2 separate regions of the Mus musculus genome follow, and region 1 is linked to region 2. A link is a contact called in public promoter capture Hi-C data. All regions are on one chromosome and are shown on one strand. The core of a region is the stretch at or near the end of the contact, and the rest is flanking DNA. Distances in the headings are between cores, read along the strand shown. Region 1 overlaps Nfat5 (nuclear factor of activated T cells 5). Region 2 has its middle 7.8 kb from the start of Gm39240.

Evidence for each region. Promoter capture Hi-C pulls out the DNA fragments that hold promoters and counts their contacts.
Region 1: a contact with region 2 is called in a promoter capture Hi-C map of cranial neural crest. The contact joins two enhancer-like sites. A contact is called at or near these places in 20 of 39 promoter capture datasets (the 3T3-L1 cell line, the C10 cell line, the HPC-7 cell line and 12 more), 4 of 15 datasets of contacts at CTCF or cohesin (the NIH/3T3 cell line, large pre-B cells, pro-B cells and 1 more), 8 of 484 Hi-C or Micro-C datasets (bone marrow-derived macrophages, cortical neurons, differentiating embryonic stem cells and 3 more), 10 of 115 datasets of contacts at active chromatin or transcription factors (craniofacial prominence, embryonic basal ganglia, embryonic fibroblasts and 3 more) and 4 of 9 other capture datasets (adipose tissue, embryonic stem cells, liver and 1 more).

What each region holds. Positions count from the first base shown.
Region 1 is chr8:107,365,444-107,371,885 of GRCm38.p6, reverse strand. Nfat5 (nuclear factor of activated T cells 5) reads right to left here. Exons shown (of 15, transcript NM_018823.2): 12 at 5,559-5,707; 13 at 2,335-4,837; 14 at 1,227-1,468; 15 at 1-728. The coding sequence ends at 1,233. Among named protein-coding and RNA genes, the nearest start is that of Gm51546, 12 kb to the right of the region's middle. Within about 2 kb of position 2,420, at least 4 of the 459 cell types and tissues checked have an H3K27ac peak or open chromatin away from gene starts, as enhancers often do.
Region 2 is chr8:107,112,955-107,119,719 of GRCm38.p6, reverse strand. No RefSeq gene overlaps it. Among named protein-coding and RNA genes, the nearest start is that of Gm39240, 7.8 kb to the left of the region's middle. Within about 2 kb of position 5,174, at least 131 of the 459 cell types and tissues checked have an H3K27ac peak or open chromatin away from gene starts, as enhancers often do.

The sequences.
Region 1 (6,442 bases), core at 1,171-3,670, 250 kb before region 2:
TACTGTCAGTTTAAGCTACCGGAGGAGACTATGAGAACGTAACACATCATATATCACCCCCTTCATTTTCATAGAACAAAATATTTTTATGCAGTTATGGCTAAATCCCTTAGTAGAAATACAGAGAACTAACAACTCTCTGAAAAATGAACTCAATAACTTCCCAGCTGTAACCAGTTTTGCAGGCATGTCATCTGCTTGTGTGTGTGAGGAGGAGTCCTCAGATCTGCAGAGTTCCTAATACAGCTAAATTACTCCTTCAGCTTCTCCATGAAAACTAAAAGAAACTCCTTCACTTTGGCCAACAGCCACGTTTTTTACATCAACAAAAGCACAGCCTTAGTCACTACTGGACTTTACGTTGTCCTAAGCCACTACTTGATTAAAATAATGCAGGAAAGGAAGTAAGAATATAAGTAAACATGACAAATATGATTTCCTAATAGCAATAATAACTGAGAGGCCCAGCCTTGCAGTTACAAACAGAGGACACAAGCAACAATGCTGTCAGCTGGAAAATCTAACAGGCTCTCAGTCATCACTGTTATTAGAAACAAAAAGCACATTGGTGGCAAATCACTGCAACAGGCAGCATGGGTGTACTCTTATAGCCAGGAAATCTATCCATTTACTCAAACATAGTTCTTCACCAGAGTTCAATAATCTTTATGGAACCACAGTTCTCAGGATATCTTGGAATCACTGTTACAGAATTCTTCATGGAATTTCTGAAGAAAAAAAAAAAAAAGTCAGTATCTCATTAGAGAAAAAAAAATTGTAAAGTATCTGTTACCATGAGTGGCTCCAACTGTCCTATGTAGGGAACTTCATCATATTCAATCTTTCTTGCTTTTTTGGTGGTGTTGGGTACTGAACCTAGGGCGTCAAATATGCTGCGCAAGTACCCAACCAAGATATAGCCCCAGATTATAAGATTTGTTATTCTGTAAAATTTTTTCTTCTTTCATGCTCTCCTTTTCTACTATGATTGGATCTAGGGCCTTATATGCTAGCCTGATATTCTGTCACTCTAAATGAAAGAAGCTCTCAGCCAGAAGGAATGCCCAGTATTTCCTACCTAATCTAAGCTGTCATTCAGAGTGACTTACTCAAAGTGAAGGTCCTATTTTAACTAACCGTAAAAGCTAAACAGTGCTCCTAATCCGAGTCTGTTGTGAGTAAAATTTAGTAACGCTTTTCACTAAGAGACCAAATGTAATACTTACATCTCACTAAAAGGAGCCGGTTAAATTGTTCCCTTGGCTTTGCAATGAAACAAGCAAATCAATCTTTTCCATGTTCTGACTGCTGTTCACAGAGGAGGCCAGTGGGGAAGTCTCTGGCATTTGCTGAGAAAGAAGTGTTGTCACAGAAGATTGGCCCTCATTTTGTGGTTGGCCCTGCTGATTTATGGCCATCAGCTGATCTGGCAATGTAGCTGGTCCGGAGGTTAAAAGCTGACTACAATCTGAAAAGACAGCGAAATCAGAAACATCTGATTAGTTAAGATTTCTGAAAAAACACTTTTTAGTTGCCAGCAGAAATTTATTACTATGCTGATCTACATTACTAAAACTAAAGTGCTTGACAGTCTAACAAAATGGTTTTCACAATACAACACTAGAATCTATCTTGGGATTCCTATAACCATATATAAAAGTACTACTGAAATTGCGTATGGTGGAGCACACCTTTAATCTCAGCATTTGGGAAGAACAGCAAGTGAACCTTGTGAGTTCAAGGCCAGCTGGTCTACACAGTGAGTTCCAGAACAACCATGACTAAATAGTGAGACCTTACCTCTAAATAAATGCAGTCATACAAATAAAAGTATTATTTAATTACTTGACGTAACAGATGAAAAGTGGGTGCCTAGCTTTTTAGAAACAACTTAATTGGCTAAGATACTTTCATTTCCTTTCAAATTAATGTCATAAAACGGTACACACATTTGTACATATCTTTTCATTTAAACCTCTTAACATCTTTGTGAGGTATAAAAACTATCACTTTTTTTTGGTGTCTGTTTCTGAGATAAGGTCTCATGTACCCTAGGCTAGACTCAAACACTATGGAGCCACAGATGACTTTGAATTCCTGATCCTCCTGCCTACACCTCTGAAGGGCTAGGATTACAGGCATGCACCAATATGACCAGTCTAAAATAATTACTTCTGAAAATATGGAAATTCATGCCTATAAAGGGCAAATAACGTGTCCAAGGCTCAGTCTTTAGCTGGTGGAATTCCACTCTGCTTTGAAACTACTGTGCCTTATGCTTCCTTATAATGATCTGAACATTTCAAATGATACTGAGAAATTTGAGTTCCTTACTATTTTGAATGCCAAATAAGAACATTCCTGAAGTCTGCTGAGATGAGCCAGGAGAATTTTGTATTTGGTTTATTGTGCCTCCTGTAGTGTTGTGAAATAAAGTAGCCTGTGGCTGGGGTGAAGAAGTGCTTCCTTGGATTCCAGGGATGTTGTTCTGCGGGGAATAAAGAGGAGACTGCTGCATGTCTGGTTGGTTTATACTGGTTTGCAATGCAGACATGGATGCTGGAGAGAGGAAGAGTGTTACTTGCTGATCTTGAGAACTAGGTGACCCTTGAACCAACTGGATCTGAGGAGAGCTATGGAACAAGGAGGTCTGTGGTGACTCAGACTGCGTAGGACCTGGGTTCTGAAGTGAGGAAACCGTAGGCTGATTCTGAAATTGCATGGGCTGCTGCTCTTGGTTCATTGGGGCCATATTACTTTGCTGGTGAAAAATTGACTGGTTCTGCTGCTCCTGACTAGCCATTGGGTTCTGGTTTGGGCTAAACATCATGTTTGGTGGTGGCTGCTTCTGGGAGGCCATTGTAGCCATGGCATTCTGATTACTGAATAAAATGCTCTGTTGCTGTTGTTGTTGCTGTTGCTGCTGCTGCTGTTGCTGCTGTTGCTGCTGCTGCTGCTCCTGGGATGGAGAGTTACTCTGCATGCCAACTATTGGGCGCTGTGTTTGGAAAATTGGACCTTGCTGGTTTTGAGGCATTGGATTAGGAGGCAGGGAGCCAAGGGCCACCTGAGGCTGAAATAACCCTTGCTGAGAGGGTTGTGCCTGTTCCTGGGAAAGAATAGGGGTCTGGATGTGTGAGATTGGAGGCTGCTGTTGGAAAGCAGCTTGCTGCTCAGTGTTTGATGTTGACTGAAGTGGAGAAATTGAGTTCTGTGCTGCAAAAAATGAAATCTGCTCTTCTTGGGCTACTGTGTTAGTTTGAAGATTATTGATAGAACTTTGGGAAAGAAATATGTTGGGTGACTGCTGGTCTTGAGGAACTGAAGAGCCCTGTAACACAGCAATGGTATTCTGAGAGTGAAACATTGAAGGCTGCAGTTGTTCAGAGGATGCTGTGGAAGTTTGACTGTGGACAATAGGATTTGGACTATGAAAAATTGAACCTTGAGTTTCCTGGGAAAGGTTCTGAGCATCAGCAATAGGATTTTGAGGATGAAAGAGCTGAGCCTGTGAATGAGAGGACTGCTGCAAAAAGTTCCCAGACTGAAGTGACATCATCTCGCTCCCTTGCTGGAACAAGCTATTCCCTTGTTGCTGGGTACCATTATTCTGAACACTCATTATATTTTTTGTAGATGAAAAGAGGTTTACTTGAGGTTGGCTGTCACCACTGCGCTGCATTTGGACCATTGTCTGAAAGACGCTGTTCTGAATCTGTTTTGCTTGTGCTCCAGTTTCTTCTCCATCTCCTGAACTTGGTGTCTGAAACATGGTGGAGCCAGGGGTTGCCACCTGTGGCGTGGTGGTTGTGGAAGTTTCGTTTCCAGAAGCTGCAGGGGGAGACGAGAACAGCTCACACTGCATCTGCATGTCCTCGTTGGTAGGCAGTGCACTCATCATGTGAGAAGGCTGCTGGTAAACTGGAGACTGCTGAAGGCTTCCACTTGCTGAAGCAGCTGAAGGAAACAGCTCTGACTGGATCTGGGCAGCTGCTTGGCAAATGCTCTGCTGCATCTCCATCACCATTGCAGCTGATGACTCCATCACTTGCTGCTGCTGCTGTTGCTGCTGCTGCTGATTAGACAGTGTATTTTCAGTCTGTTGATGGACGCTGTCAGCCCTCCCAGGTAGTAAGTTATCTGGTCTAGTGTGAACTGCAGACTCCGCTGAAGAAAACATTCCAGGGCTTACACTATTTTGAATTTGACTGACTTGGAAAATGTCTGCATTAAGCTGTTCTTGAACATTCTCATTCCCATCTGGAGTAGAAAACAGAACAGACGATAACTGCTGTTGTGCCTCTAAAACCTGCTGGACCAAATCAACGCTTCCACTCCTGCCGCCAGCAGCGCTGCCTGTGAAACTTCCTGCTTGCAGCTGCTGAATAGTACTCTGGAGCTGGCTGACACTGCTTGGCGATGGAAAAATATTTGATGGTATCTGCTGCTGTAACGTTTGTGCTTGTTCTTGTAGTGGGGATTGCTGCTGCTGTGATGCTTCAGTTAACTGTGACAAGTTAACCACTGTATCTGACTGTATTGTGTCTCTGGACTGAGCTTCTCTTGTCTGAAACTGTGTTGCCTGCTGCAGTAGTGCATCGCTGCTGGGCAGCTGACTAGCAGCAGAAACTGCGGGAAAGGTCCCGGGCTGTGAGATGTCCTGTGTCTGGATAGTTGTCAGGGTCTCTGGGTTGTATGCCTTGGGCTGAAGCTGCTGCTGATTCTCACTTTCAGGAGTTAAGTGGGAAGATGACGACGGTGAGGAGAAGGGTGCACCCCCCGCTATGTTAGAAATAGTTTCTAAGGTTTGCTGGGTTGATCCAATGCTCTTTGTAGTCTAAAAAATAAAAAGCCACAAACAATATGCACATATAAATTAAATAATCACATATATTACTCCAAAAATTATTTCTAAGATTACACACAGAATAAGCTTTCTACTCTACAGTATCACTAGAAGTCAGTGTAAGACTGATTCTTTATGACAATATCTGACTTTCAGTATTGTAAAGATAACCAAACAAGCAGAAAAAGCAGTTATTGATATGCTTAGCCAAATAAGAATAACAAGAGAACATTAATCTGATAGTTTGTGTGTAACTACAACTATGTAAGTTCAAGAATTCCATATTGTGGATCATCAGTAACACTGCAATGGGGAAAACAAGAGGAGAATTAAAAAGAGAGTAGAGAAGGAACCATAATCAAAATGCTGCTACTTCTGAAAATGCTAAAATTGGTGCTTTCATTAAATCAACTCATTTTGGGGGCAGGGTCTTCCTCTGTAGCCCAGGTTGGCCTTAATCTCACATCTTTGATTCCTTAGTCCTAAAACCAACTTGTAGTACTTCATCTCATGGGAATGAATTCCTCCTCTTATCAAAATGTGTCCTGAAGTTACTTTGTAAGCAATTTTACTGACCTATAAAGCATTTGCTCTGAAAAGCAAAATTCATTAACCACATCTCATGGAAAACAGATGCCAACAAAACAAGAAAGGGGAATATAGCTATTTTTCGTATATGAGAGAGATATGGGGCATTCATTACATAACTTACCTGAAAAATTGGGGAAGATCTTTTTTCTGAAGTTACTTCCATTGGAGTAACATCTTCAGTCTTAATCATACTGCTTGATATGAGTGGAGTGATCAGGGCATTAGGAAGGATAGTCACCTTATCTACGTTACATCCAGTCGTTTTCATTGCTATACACATAAAAGAGAAAGTTGTAAACCATAAGAAGCAATCTGCTTACTATAGGCCATGGTTTAAATCTAGTTTGTTTGTTTGTTTGTTTGAAGTAGTCTCTATACAGCCTAGGCTGGCCTCAAACTTGTCATCTTCCTACCTCAACCCCTAAGAGCTCAAAGTATATGTGTGCTACACCACCATACCTGGGTTAAATGTCTATTTTGGATAGATTATATCATGATTATAATCCATGATACATTTATGCTTACCCTATTTTTGAGAAACTCTCATGTAGTCCAGGATGGCCTCAAACTAGATATGTAACGTAGGATGATCTCAAATTTTTGATCCTTCTGTCTTCGCTTGGAATTACATGTGTGAGCCACCATGTCTGCTATATGCAGAGACAATTATTGAGCCCAGGGCTTAATGCATCCTAGGCAGGCATTCTGCCCACTGTTATATCCCTACTCCTACCTAACCTCCCTTTACGCAAGTGTGACTGGCCTGAAGAGAAGCCAGGTTTACTTATGTGGTACCGTGCTGGGGAATAAAACCTAGGATCACCTGCAATCTAGAGGAGAGCTCCACCACTACAGAAATACCTACAGCTTATAGGTCAAGTAATAAACTGAACTGGTTCAGCTATCAGCTGTATCCCACAAGCCGTGTCTAAGTGTCTGGGGTTATACACCATGCAACAGGGATCATGTCTTAAGAGTATTTAGCATACAGATTGTATGTTTACT
Region 2 (6,765 bases), core at 3,925-6,424:
TATGGAAAAGGTGGCCTCTGCAGCCCTAGGAAACAGCTACCAAGGAATTGTAGTCGGAATAGGTTTTGAGCAACCCGGCATAAAGCAACCTGCCAGGTGCCAATTCTGGAAGCCTGCCTGATCTTATTTCATCCCTACGAGAATACAAGGAGAAAGGGACTATAATTATCCTCCCCTGACAGAAGAGAAGGCCAAGAACACAATGGGATGGTGGTTTGGGCTTTATTGTGCTTGGGAAGGGTAAAAGAAACCTGTTCTTCCACTCTTGGAGAAGCCGAGGTGGAAGGCAAGAGCTGGCAAGAAGGAAGAATTATTTCCAAGGTGACAGGGGACAGGGGAATGAAGTCAAGATCTCCCGAGTGTGCATGACAGACAGATTCCAGAGCCCCTGCTTGCTTCATAAAGCCAAACCGCCCCAAACGGAAAGAAGCAGCATTAACATCCACACAGCACAGTCGTAAGGGTCCTTCCCAGGTTACATCTCCACTACCTCTTTGCATCTGTAGCACAGAACAGAAAGCAAAAGGGTGAAAGGTCGCCAGAGAAGGCTTCCAAGGGAGGTGAGCTTGCAGCAGGTTCTAGAAGAGAGATGGACTGTCGGCTTGTGTATGCTTGGCAGACCAAAGAGGGTTTCAGATGAAAGAATTCACAGGCCCTCATGCCAAGCCTGAAACTGAAGGGCACCGGACACTGTAACATTTCAAAGCAATGCCCTTGACTGAGAATAAAGGAGGGGAGCCAGTGTTTGGGAGAAAACAGTAAACAAGCTGGCAGGAACAGGAAATGCTTGCAGAATAAGGTCACGTGCGGCCCCTCCTGTGGTTAAAGTTTTATGACGGTTTTAGCTCAGAGCTGAGGAGATAGATACCTCAGTGGATGAAGGAAGCCAGGTAAAGCCGGGTGCAGTAGTGCCCCTCTGGGAACTCCTACAGCGATACGCAGGTGAAGAACACAGGGGTCCCTGAAAGTCAGAAAGCCAGCTAGGCTGACACCCGAGCTGTCCTCTAACCAGTGTGCACAATTAAATGCTCAAGAGCTCACACCTTGGAGCAAAGAATTAAGGAAAAAAAAGAAAAACCAATCTGTAGTCAAGTGGACTGGCAGTTAAGATCACTCTTGCAGGGACCAGAGTTCTGTTCCCAGTCCCTACAGTTCTACATTTCTGGCAGTTCACAGGCATGAGTCACGCCAGAGACGATACCCTCACATACATACATGGTATACACTCAGACAAACACATGTATATACTCAGAAACAAAAACAAACCTCTTTCTCTCTCTTTTTTTTAATGAGTACAGTGTATAATGAAATTCATGTTGGACCAGCATGAGATCCCAAAGAACAGACCACAGCAATGGTGGGTGTACACGTATCCCAGATGTTTCTTAGGCGTGCCTTGATTATCTCATCCTGGGGACCATTCTGGGTGCTTAGGGCTCCCTCCCAGAGAGGGAGGTGACCTTGGAAACTGGGGCTCCTTTGCAGAGTCACTCCTTCCTGAAGACATCCCAGGAGAATCAAATTATAGATACAGGGCTGGCTGTGGTCTTATACACCTATGTCCCTAGCACTCAGTAAGCCGAGGCAGGATGGTCAGAAGTTCAAGGCCTGCCTAGGTATAGAGAGTTCAAGCCCCCCGGCCCTCTCCTCCCTGTCCAGATAGCTTAGTGATATCTCAAGAAAAAAATAGAAAATATAAATAAAAAGAGCTGGGGATGTAGTTTAATAATAGAGCCTCGCATGTAATAGACCCTGAGTTTTGTTCCTAGTACCAGTTCATACACACACATACACATGCACACACACACAAACACTTGCACATACAAACATACACACCCATACACCCATACATGTGCACATACATGCACATACATACATACATACATACACACATTCACACACACTTGCACACAAAAACATACACATACATGCACATATATACACACAGAAGAGATAGTATTGGGATTTTTTTTTAGCCACCTGTAAAAACAACATTGCTGTTGAAGCATGAAGGAAGCTGGAGAAGTACAAACGCCATGTGTATGTAAAGACATGTAGTGCATAATGCACATGCTTATACAGAAAGTGTTTCCTAGCTGGGCGTGGTGGCGCACGCCTTTAATCCCAGCACTCGGGAGGCAGAGGCAGGCAGATTTCTGAGTTCGAGGCCAGCCTGGTCTACAGAGTGAGTTCCAGGACAGCCAGGGCTAGACAGAGAAACCCTGTCTTGGGGAAAGAAAGAAAGAAAGAAAGAAAGAAAGAAAGAAAGAAAGAAAGAAAGAAAGAAAGAAAGAAAGAAAGATGGAAGGAAGGAAGGAAGGAAGAAAGAAAGAAAGAAAGAAAGAAAGAAAGAAAGAAAGAAAGAAAGAAAGAAAGAAAGAAAGAAAGAAAGAGGGTTTGGCAGCAAGGCTCAGGTTCCTGCTAGAGTGACCAGAGCTCCATCTACCCTCTCAGCCCCTCCCACAGAGGAGAACAGAGCGGCAAGAACAAATAGCTGTGGTTACATTTTAACTTGTGTTTATTTCTCTACAAGTGCTTGTGCTGTTTAATTTGGCCAGTCCACTCAAGATCCTTTTGTAAGTCTGGGTGTGGCTCCTGAACACTAGATCCACGACCTTTGCACACATGCTAAACATTTATAGATTGGAAGGGCTCTTTTTCTCCATCAGTGATCTGAGTAAGTGCCAATCTCCCCACCCCACCCCACCCCACTCCACCCCCAAAAATTAGTATTCTAAAGATAAACTGCCAATAAGTCATCCTGGTCAGCTGAGGGCTGTCTAACAGATAATTTGATAATCCAATTAATTTCAGAGGGCACTGGGGCTTGTTCCTTCCTGATGCTGATTTGGATTTGTAAAGGTTTTCTGGGTTTGCTTTTGTTTTTCATTAAGTAGGATTATCACTATGTTGTACTGGCTGGCCTGGAACTTACTGTTAGACCAGACTAACCTCGAACTCATAGAGAAATCTGATGCCCTCTGAACACAGCAAGGTGTGTGCACCACACCCAGCTAAAGTCTTACTTTATTTATTTGTTTGTTTGTTTGGGGTTTTAGAGACATGATTTTTCTGTGTAGCCCTGGCTGTCCTGGAACTTGCTCTGTAGACCAAGCTGGCCTGGAACTCTGCCTGCCTCTGCCTTTTGTACTGAAATTAAAGGTGTGTGCCACCACGTCCAGCTTAAAATGGGTTTGGTTTGATATGTTGTCCTTTGTTTTCTTAACAGATGCAGAAAGAGCTCTTTAAAGTGATTTCAGCAAATCTATAGACTTAATTTATCAGATGGGAAAACTGAGCTTCAGGGCAAACACAGGTTTTCAGGATCAATAAAAGAACCTGGAACATGTTTTATTTAACAATTCCTCCGGCATCTAAAGCTTTCTGTGGTGATTGTCTTTCGTTTCCCTTATGATCTGCTGGATGGTATTTGGGCCTGGAACTGGAAACCCGTGGACGCCAAGCCGCAGGTTAGTGCTGATGTCAGGGATATTTGAGAATCATTGCTGCCCCCTGCTGTAAGGAAAACAGTTCACAGGTTCCGGAGAGGTATTGAATTTTCCTCAAGGTTTACGTGTATATGTAAGTATACGTGTATGTTTTGTTTTAGACAAAGTCTCTTGTGACTCTGAACGGCCACTAGCCTCAAACTCACTCGAAGCCAAGGATTGCTTTTCACGTCTGGTTCTTCTGCCTCCATCTCTATAGGGTGGGATTACAGGGCTATACTGCCTTGCCTGGGTTCTCTGGTTCTGATGATGGATGTACTTTAGGTAAATTTTCTGCCAACTGAGCTACGTCCTTAGCTTGTCCTGGCTCTTTTTTTCTTTTTTCTTTTCTTTCTTTTTTCTTCCTTTTTGCTTGTTTGGTTTTTTGTTTGTTTGTTTTGTTTTGTTTGATACAGGGTTTCTCCGTGTAACCCTTACTCACTCTGTAGACCAGGCTGGCCTTGAACTCAAAGAGATCTGCCGAAATCTGGGATTAAAGACATGTACCACCACCCCCAGCCATAAAAAAGTAGCAATTTCTGAGGCTTTTTTTTTTTTTTTTTTTTTTTGAGACAGGGTTTTTCTGTGTAACCCTGGCTATCCTGGAACTCACTCTGTAGACCAGGCTGGCCTTGAACTCACTGAGGCTAAATTTTTAACACCATGGAAAGATATAAAGGCACAAGAAACTCTTCCCTGTATCTGTTCCACTTTCCTCTGCTAATTATCATTAATAGTCCTTTCTTTTCTTTGTGTGTGTGAATGTGAGCTGTAAGTGCCTGTGTATGCAGGAATGCACACACTCTTGCGCACGTGAACACACACACATTTTTTAGAAAGTTTTCCTATGTAGCTCTGGATTGCCTCAAACTCACCCATCCTCGCGCCACATCCTCCACGTACCAACATTACAGGCACCGGTTCCCACACCTGACTTAATTTAATCTTTTTAATGAAGAATGGGTCCAGGTGTTTAGTAATACTACCATTTCCAAACCTGCTGGGACATCGAGATCAGAATGTCCCAGGGAGTTTCACTGGAAATCCACAGCTGCCTTCTGTGAACTCCATTCTCATCCCCCAGTCAGGGAAGGAAACTGGAATCTCGACACTGAAGGGCGCGTCCACGGTGCCGGTGTACAGACCACTGTGCGAACAGCCATCCACCCTCCCGTTTCTTGCTACAGGGGCAGCTCCTGTTTCCTGATTTCCTGTTACTCACGGGTTATTCACCAGAGCCTTATCAGGGTGTCTGCACAGCACCAAGACCCTGTGCCTTTCTTCCAGACCCGGGGAGGTATGGTGTGGTGTGAATTTCGACACAGCCAAGGCGGTGTTGCTGGGGGTTAGTTGGTTAGTGTGGGTGTTGGCAGCCAGCTGGGGCTCGGGTAGGGAGCCTGTGTGTGGGTGAAACTCAGGAATCCTGTGGCACTACAGTTACAGAAAAAAATTTAAAGGCCCAGCCCAGGCCTTTACGAAGTACAGCTGAGTCTGACAAACCCAGAACCAGCCCCAGCTCTCAGATCTTCTGGGGCGAGGGGTTGGGAGGGGGCGGGATACAGTTCCCTGTGGGCCCTTCTAAATCAGATAAGACATAATGCAGATGAAACGCGGGTGGGAAACGCACGGTAGACAGCAGATTACAGTCATAAAAAGAGATGACAGATTTCATCGTCACTCATGACCCACCCAAATGTCACGTCCTCTGGGCTCTTTCCCTGGCATTTCCTGCCCCAAGTGGATGTTCTTTCCATTGTACTCCCCGACACTTGAAATCGAACAACAAAAGGAAAAAAAAAATACTACTACTGCTGCCTGAGGTTTCCTGGGTCAGAATATCTAGCTGCTTTCCTGTTTGATCTCCCACCAGTCCAGGGGTCCCAGGGAGTTAAAGGCCCACGGGCTGTTTAGTCACGTGGTCTTCACTTTTCTTTCTTTCTTTTTTTTTTTTTTTTCTTACATACTCAATTAGCTTTCTAATTTCTGTAGCCCTAGAAACAGACCTATACCCGGGCCTCTTGATCCGTAACAAAAGTAGCACTTCAGAAATGAGGGGTTTTGCTTTTGGTTTTCTATGTTTATGATTTTTACAGTGAGTTGGTATGTATCACATGTGTGCAGGTATCCATGGAGACCAGAAAGTATCATATTGTCTGAAACTGGATTTGCTGGCAGTTGTGAGGCACCGTGTGGATGCTGGGAACTGAACCCACCGTTCAAGAACAGTGTGCGTTCTTAAACTCTGAGCCGTGGGTCTGTTAGCCCCGGAAGGGGATTTTCTTAAAGAAGGTCAATGAATCCGATACTCATAGAAAAATAAAATGCACCTGAGCCCTGTTGTTCGCCATTCTCAAACATCAGAGTTAGATTCGATAAAAGGTTACACATGGGGCTGAGGCTGTAGCACCGCTGGTTGAATGCTTGGGTTCCAGACCACCACCGCAGAAAACCAATGTGGTGATGCCTGCCTGTGATCCCACCCATGAGGACTTGACACAGGAGGATCAGGAACTCTGACACTGTCCTTGGCTACAAGCAAGGCCACTTTGAGCCTTTCCTTTGAGGCAGAGGCAGACAGATCTCTGACTTCAGCCTGACAATATGTTGAGTTTCTGGCCAAGCATGGCCACATCTTGAGTCATGAGGATGGGGTAGGTGAGGGAGAGAGAGACAGTTCAGATGGTAAAAGCACCTTTCGCACAAGCCTGCCGATCTGACTTTCCATCCCTGAAACCTCATGGTGGAAGGAGAGAGCTGACTCCTGAATGTTGCCCTCTGACCTCCACACACACCACTGGCATGCTACCCTTTCAGCCTCTCGCTCAGCCTCATCTTTTTTTTTTTTTTTTTTTAAAGACTGTTGCTAGGGCAACAGTTAGTAAAGTGCTCGCCTTGCAAATTCAAAGCCTTGAATTAGATCCCCAAAACCCTTGTAAAAAGCTGGGTGTGACTGCAATCCAGGTGCTGAGAAAGCAGAAAGAGGTGGATTTTTGCTGCTCACAGCCTGGCCCAGTTAGTGAGCTCCAGGCCATCGAGAGAGCCTTTTGGCTTCTGGGATTGTCCTCTGGCCTCCACACATACCTGTATGCACACACACTCACACACACACACACACATTTTGAAATATTTTTATTACTTTTAATTATGTGTATGTAGATATACATCTTGGTGTGGGTATGTCATGTAACCATGGCACCATGGAGATGACCATGGAAGCCAGAGGAGAGGCTGTTTCTGATCCCCAGGGGCTGGAGTTCCAGCCAGATACGAACGTCCC